Linked DNA regions of Anser cygnoides: region 2 is linked to region 1. A link is a contact called in public Hi-C data. All regions are on one chromosome and are shown on one strand. Each heading gives the region's core, a stretch centred on a gene start, on an enhancer-like site or on the middle of the called end of the contact. The rest is flanking DNA. Distances are from core to core; before and after follow the strand shown. Region 1 holds the start of CLPB (ClpB family mitochondrial disaggregase). Region 2 holds the start of RNF121 (ring finger protein 121).

Region 1 (2,748 bases), core at 65-2,564:
CGTCCCTCCATGCACACAGTGTCCCTCCATGCACACACGTCTCCCTCCATGCGCACACGTGTCCCTCCATGCACACACGTGTCCATACATGTACACACGTCCCTCCATGCACAGTGTCCCTCCATGCACACACGTGTCCCTCCATGCACACAGTGTCCCTCCATGCACACACGTGTCCCTCCATGTACACACGTGTCCCCCATGCACACACGTCTCCCTCCATGTACACACGTGTCCCTCCATGCACACACGTGTCCCTCCATGTACACACGTGTCCCCCATGCACACACGTCTCCCTCCATGTACACACGTGTCCCCCATGCACACAGTGTCCCTCCATGCACACACGTGTCCCTCCATGCACACACGTGTCCCTCCATGTACACACCTGTCCCTCCATGCACACACGTGTCCCCCATGCACACAGTGTCCCTCCATGCACACACGTGTCCCTCCATGTACACACCTGTCCCTCCATGCACACACCTGTCCCTCCATGCACACACGTGTCCCTCCATGCACACAGTGTCCCTGCATGCACACAGTGTCCCTCCATGCACACACCTGTCCCTCCATGTACACACCTGTCCCTCCATGCACACACGTGTCCCCCATGCACACAGTGTCCCTCCATGCACACACGTGTCCCTCCATGTACACAGTGTCCCTCCATGCACACACACGTGTCCCTCCATGTACATGTCCCTCCATGCACACAGTGTCCCTCCATGCACACACGTGTCCCTCCATGCACACACGTGTCCATACATGTACACATGCCCCTCCATGCACACACGTGTCCCTCCATGCACACAGTGTCCCCCCATGCACACACGTGTCCCGTGTATGCAGTGTCTGTGTCCACGCGTGCCGGAGCTCCTGTGCCCCCACGCGAGCACACCAGTGGGTGCCCGTTCACACCACCCCAGGTGCGCGCGCACGCGAGCACCTCCACGCGTGTCCGCGCCTGCCCACGCGTGCACGTGCGCGTGCACGAGCGCACAAGGGCGCGAGCACGGGAACGCGCCCGCGCGCCCCCGCCGCCTCCCGAGGCCGGCCTCGAACCCGCGACCCCACGGTGCCCCCTGCCGGTGGGGGGGGGGGGGGGGGGGGGGGGGGGCGGGCCTGGCTCCGCTTCCCGGCATGCCCTGCGGCCTGCCGGCACCCCGGCGCTCCCTGGGGGCTGTAGTCCGGCGGCTGGACCTGCAGCCCGGCGCCGCGCCGTGCGGAGACTACATCTCCCGCCAGGCTTTGCGCGTCGCCCTGCTCCGACGCCCGTCCCGCGCCGCTCCACCGGCGGCCGCCATTTTGTGTGCCGGCAGCGGCGGCGGCGGGGCAGGCGCGGCGCGATGCTGGGCTCCCTGGCGGCCCGCCCGCCGCCGCCGGGGCTGGCGAGGCTCCTCCGGGCGCGGCCGTGGCCGGCGGCCTCGCGGGGGGCCGGCGGAGCTCCGGCGGCGAGGCCCGGGCCGGCGGGACCGCCGTTCGTCCCGGCCGCGGCCGCCAGGGGCCGCCGCGAGCCCGCTGTGACGGGGAGCGCGGCGCTGCCCTGGCGGGGGGCGGCCGGCGGGGGGCGGCAGCGGCGGCAGGGCCCGGGGGGAGCCCCCTCGGCCCTTCTCGCCGGGGGGGGCCCGGCGGCTGAGGGGCCCCCCCCGGGCCCTGGAGGCCCCGGCGGGTACCGGAGCGGGGTCCGCGGAGCTGCGGAGCCTGCGGGCCTGCTCGTCGCCGCGCTGGCCGCCTGCTACGTGAGGGACCGAGCGACCAAGGGTGACTATCGCTGCCCCCCGCCGGGCTGCGGGTGGGCCGGGGGGGCGGGTGGGGGAGCCCTGCGGGGCGGGGGGCGTCCTGCGGCCCTGTCCCAGGGGTGCGCTGAGCCGCGGGGGATCCCCCCCGAGCCCCGCGGTGGGATGCTAACGGTCCTCACGCTCATCGCGTCTCATGAACTGCACCCCGGGCCCGTGTCTTAGCACGGCAGGGCGCTGTCACAGCTGTCCCGGGGCGTGCAGGCGGTGGCAGTGCCGTGCGTGCTCCCGTCCTGCCGCAGGACGCGTGCTTGGCTTCGTCCCCGACGGTTTTGTGCACGGAGAGGACCCAGCTCCGCGCCTGTGGGTGAGGAAAGCTGGCAGGGGAGGGCTTGAGCCACGTTGCTTGGCAGGGTGCGTGTTCGTGGGGTCGGCTCTCCCCAGCCCTCTGTCCTGAGCAGGGAATGTGTCAGGCACGTACGAGCTGAGCGGCTTTGTACGTCCACCCTCTGTGGGAAGGAAGCGCTCGGTGGGTGGCCACGAGCTCCTGTTGCCACAGCATTAGGTGTGGGTCTCGAAAGGCTGACGTGTCCCTCCCAGCTGAGGCATCTGGGATGGTCCCAGGGGGTTGTTGGGGCGAGCTGAATGCTTTTAGGTTGATGTGTAACTGCGGGTTTGTGCCACAGCCAGTCCCCTGCCCAGCGCTGATGCAGCGTTTTGGGGCTGGGAGGACTCCAGGTGCTGTCCTACCCCTGCCGCAGGCCGGGTGGCCTCGTTAGTGCCACTGGGCGAGGTGCTGCCGGAGCCCAGCCCCCCCTTAATGGTCTGCCAGGCACACACGGCCCGGGTAAACCTCGGTCCTTGGGTGAGGAGCTCGTCTCCAAGCTCTGGAAAATGAGATGGGGTTCAAGTTGCTTCTTGCTGCGGAGCTTTAATCACGAGCCCCTGCTCACAGGTCAGGTCTTGGAGGCAGCGAGCTCGTCAGCCGAGCTGGGGCAGGACGGGCCGT
Region 2 (2,924 bases), core at 350-2,849, 160 kb after region 1:
CCACAGTTACCTGCATTTTTTTTTTTGGGGGGGGGGAGGGAACGGGGGAGGCTCAGGGCTCGTGGGGCACCCGCGCTGCTCCTGCCCGGGGCTCGCGCGCAGCCCAGCAGGAGCCGCTCCGAGCCGCGGGGAGGTGCAGGGACCCTGCTGGGGGGTTGGGGGGGCCAGGGGCCGAGCCCCCCGCCCTTACCGACGTCCACGTAGCCGATGGCGCTGGCTCTCTCCAGCTGCAGCTCCGCTCTCAGCTGCCGGCTGCGGTCCTGGGGGCAGCTGAGCCACGGCCGCCGGCCGTCACCACGCAGCAGGTTCTCCACCGGGTACCGGGGGTCCTGCGGAGGGCACCGCGGCACCGTCAGCCCCCCCCCCCAGCATGCACCCACCCCGTTCTCGCTGCTTCACGTCCCCACGGGGCCGTGGGGGCAGCCCCGAGCCCCCCCCGCCGGGACCTGCGAGGAGAAGGACACCACGAAGCTGATGCGCACCGGGGCCATGGCGGGCGCCTGCGGGCGGCTCCGACACCCGCACCTGGGGGGGGGGACAGGCGCTGGGGGGGCACGCACGGACCCCATCCTGCCCCCAGCCCCATTGCCCCATCCCAAGCCGCCCCCCCCTTCACCCCCAGCCCCTCCGAGCCGCCCCAGCCCCACTGCCCCAACCTGGAGCCACCCCCCCGTTCTGCCCCCCCACCCCCATTTCCCCGTCCCAGAGCTGCCCCCCCCCTGCCCCCCCAGCCCTGGGTACCCCCCAGCCCCCCCACTCCGCCCCCAGCCCCATTTCCCCATCCCAGAGCTGCCCCCCCCCCAGGTCTGTCCCCCCCCGTGCCCCCCCACCCCTGGGTACCCCCCCAGCCCCCCGTGCTCCCCCCACCCCCATTTCCCCATCCCAGAGCTGTCCCCCCCCCCCCAGTGCCCCCCCAGCCCTGGGTACCCCCCCAGCCCCCCCACTCTGCCCCCAGCCCCATTTCCCCATCCCAGAGCCACCCCCCTCGTCCTGCCCCCTTGTGCCCCCCCAACCCCTGCCCCCCCACACCCTTCGCCCCCCCCCAGCCCTCGGTGCCCCCCCCAGCTGCCCTATCCCAGAGCTGCCCCCCCCATCCTGTCCCCCCCCGCCCCCCCACTCCACCCCCAGCCCCACTGCCCCATCCCAGAACTGCCCCCCCCGTTCTGCCCCCCCCCAGCCCCATTTGCCCCCCCCCCGCCCCGCACCGGCCCCGCCGACGCCGCCCGAATTCTCCCGCCCAAACCGCGTGGCCCCGCCCCCTCCCCCTTGGCCCCGCCCCTCCACCCCTCGGCCCCGCCCCTCTGCCCCCCCTCTGGCCCCGCCGCGGTGGCTGACGGGACTCGTAGTCCTGCGGCGGCGCCGCGTCACCGCGCCGGGCGCTAAGGGAGCGTCTGCCGTGAGCCGCCCCCGTACGGAGGCGGGAGGGAGGCGCGGGATTGGCCGCGCGCTGCGCGGGATCGGAAATGTGCGACGCTCCCTTAGCGGACAGCCCGCCCCTTCCTCCTCCTGACTGGCCGCGGGGGCGGCGCCGCGCGCGGCGATTGGCCGAGGGGGCGGCGGCGCGGCCGCTGGTTGGCTGGGCGGCGGCGGAAGGAGCTGGCTGCCGGCGGAGGGGAGGGGGGAGCCTACAGGAGCAGGGGTGGGGGGGGCAAGATGGCGGCGGTGCTGGAGGTGGAGGTCGGCGGCCCCGGCGAGCGCGACGGGGAGGAGGTGGGGGGGGACACGGGGGGGGCGTTGGGGGGAAATCCTTCCCGCTGGGGGCCTGGCCCGGGCTGCCCGGAGGGGCTGGGGGCGCCCCAGCCCTGGCAGTGCCCAAGGCCAGGCTGGGGGGGGGGCTGGGGGCAGCCTGGGCTGGGGGCGGGGGGGGGTTGGGGGGGCTGGGGGGGGAGTTTGGGGGGCTTCAGGGCTTTGGGGGGGCTTTGGGGGGCTTTGGGGGGGTTTGGGGGGCTGTAGGCGGGCTGTGGGGGTTTGGGGGGCTGTGGGGGGGCTTTAGGGGCTTGGGGGGTCTTTGGGGAGGCTTTGGGGGGGCTGTGGGAGGGCTTTGGGGGGGTTTGGGGGCTGAGGAGGCAGTGGGGGGGCTTTGGGGGGGCTGTGGGGGGGTTTTGGGGGGGGTTGGGGGCTGAGGGGGGTCTGTGGTGGGGTTTGGGGGGGCTTAGGGGGGCTCAGCGCCGTGCTGAGGCTCCCCTCTTGCTGGCCCCGTGGCACCGGGCTCTGCTCGTGCGGTGCCAGCTGGGCGGCGGGTTAGGGGGGGGCTCCCTGCCCCCCCCCGACACTCACAGACACCCCCCCCGCCCCCCGTCCCCCAGCAGCGGGGCAGCGCGCGGGGAGCCGTTGGGGGGCAGCCGGGAGCGAGGTGCCCGCAGCCGGGGGGGTTCCCGCACAGCCCGCAGGGGGGTGTCCCTGCCCCGGCCTCGCTCCCCGGCGCGCCCCGAGCCCCGGCTCTGCCCGTGCTGGCTGCCCGCCTCGCTTCGCCGTGAAGCTCTTGTGCCTGGCAAGGGGGGGGGCAGGCAGGCGTGGAGCACCAGGAGCCCGGCGCCCGGCCTGTGCTGCTGCCCAAGGGGGACCCAGCCTCAAATTCGGCGCCCTCGCAGCGTGCGGCAGCCCCTCTGCGGCGCTGCCCGCTGCGTTTTCCAGGCGCTCGCCGGTGGCTCTCGGCCGCGCTCGTACAGCGGGGGCCGGGTGCTCCCAGAGCCTCGGTGAGCGGCTGGGGGCTGGGGGCTGCCCGCGCAAAGGGGAGGTCTGCCGGGGGCTGCGGTCCTCAGAAGCGGGTCTCCTGGATTTTGGCCTGGCAGGAAGGGCTCGGGGAGGCAGCTCGGAGAGCAGAGAGCGCCGGGGGACGGCGCCGGGTTCTGCCGCGGGGCACGGGCGGCCGATAAGGAGGCGCCCGCAGGGAGGCACGCCGAGGGCTGCGCCCGTCCCTTTGC

What was found. A called contact is a pair of places that touch in the nucleus more often than the background predicts.
Region 2: a contact with region 1 is called in a Hi-C map of granulosa cells, with 2.0 times the contacts expected there. The contact joins the promoter of RNF121 here to the promoter of CLPB in region 1. A contact is called at or near these places in 2 of 7 Hi-C or Micro-C datasets (granulosa cells and liver).

Annotation. Positions count from the first base shown.
Region 1 is chr1:211,809,228-211,811,975 of Taihu_goose_T2T_genome, forward strand. CLPB (ClpB family mitochondrial disaggregase) reads left to right here and starts at 1,315. Exons shown (of 14, transcript XM_066990084.1): 1 at 1,315-1,764. The coding sequence starts at 1,350.
Region 2 is chr1:211,965,285-211,968,208 of Taihu_goose_T2T_genome, forward strand. It overlaps RNF121 (ring finger protein 121), which reads left to right and starts at 1,600. Exons shown (of 10, transcript XM_066990097.1): 1 at 1,600-1,710. The coding sequence starts at 1,654. It overlaps XNDC1N (XRCC1 N-terminal domain containing 1, N-terminal like), which reads right to left and starts at 1,254. Exons shown (of 10, transcript XM_066990094.1): 1 at 1,206-1,254; 2 at 447-525; 3 at 191-329; 4 at 1-10. The coding sequence starts at 491.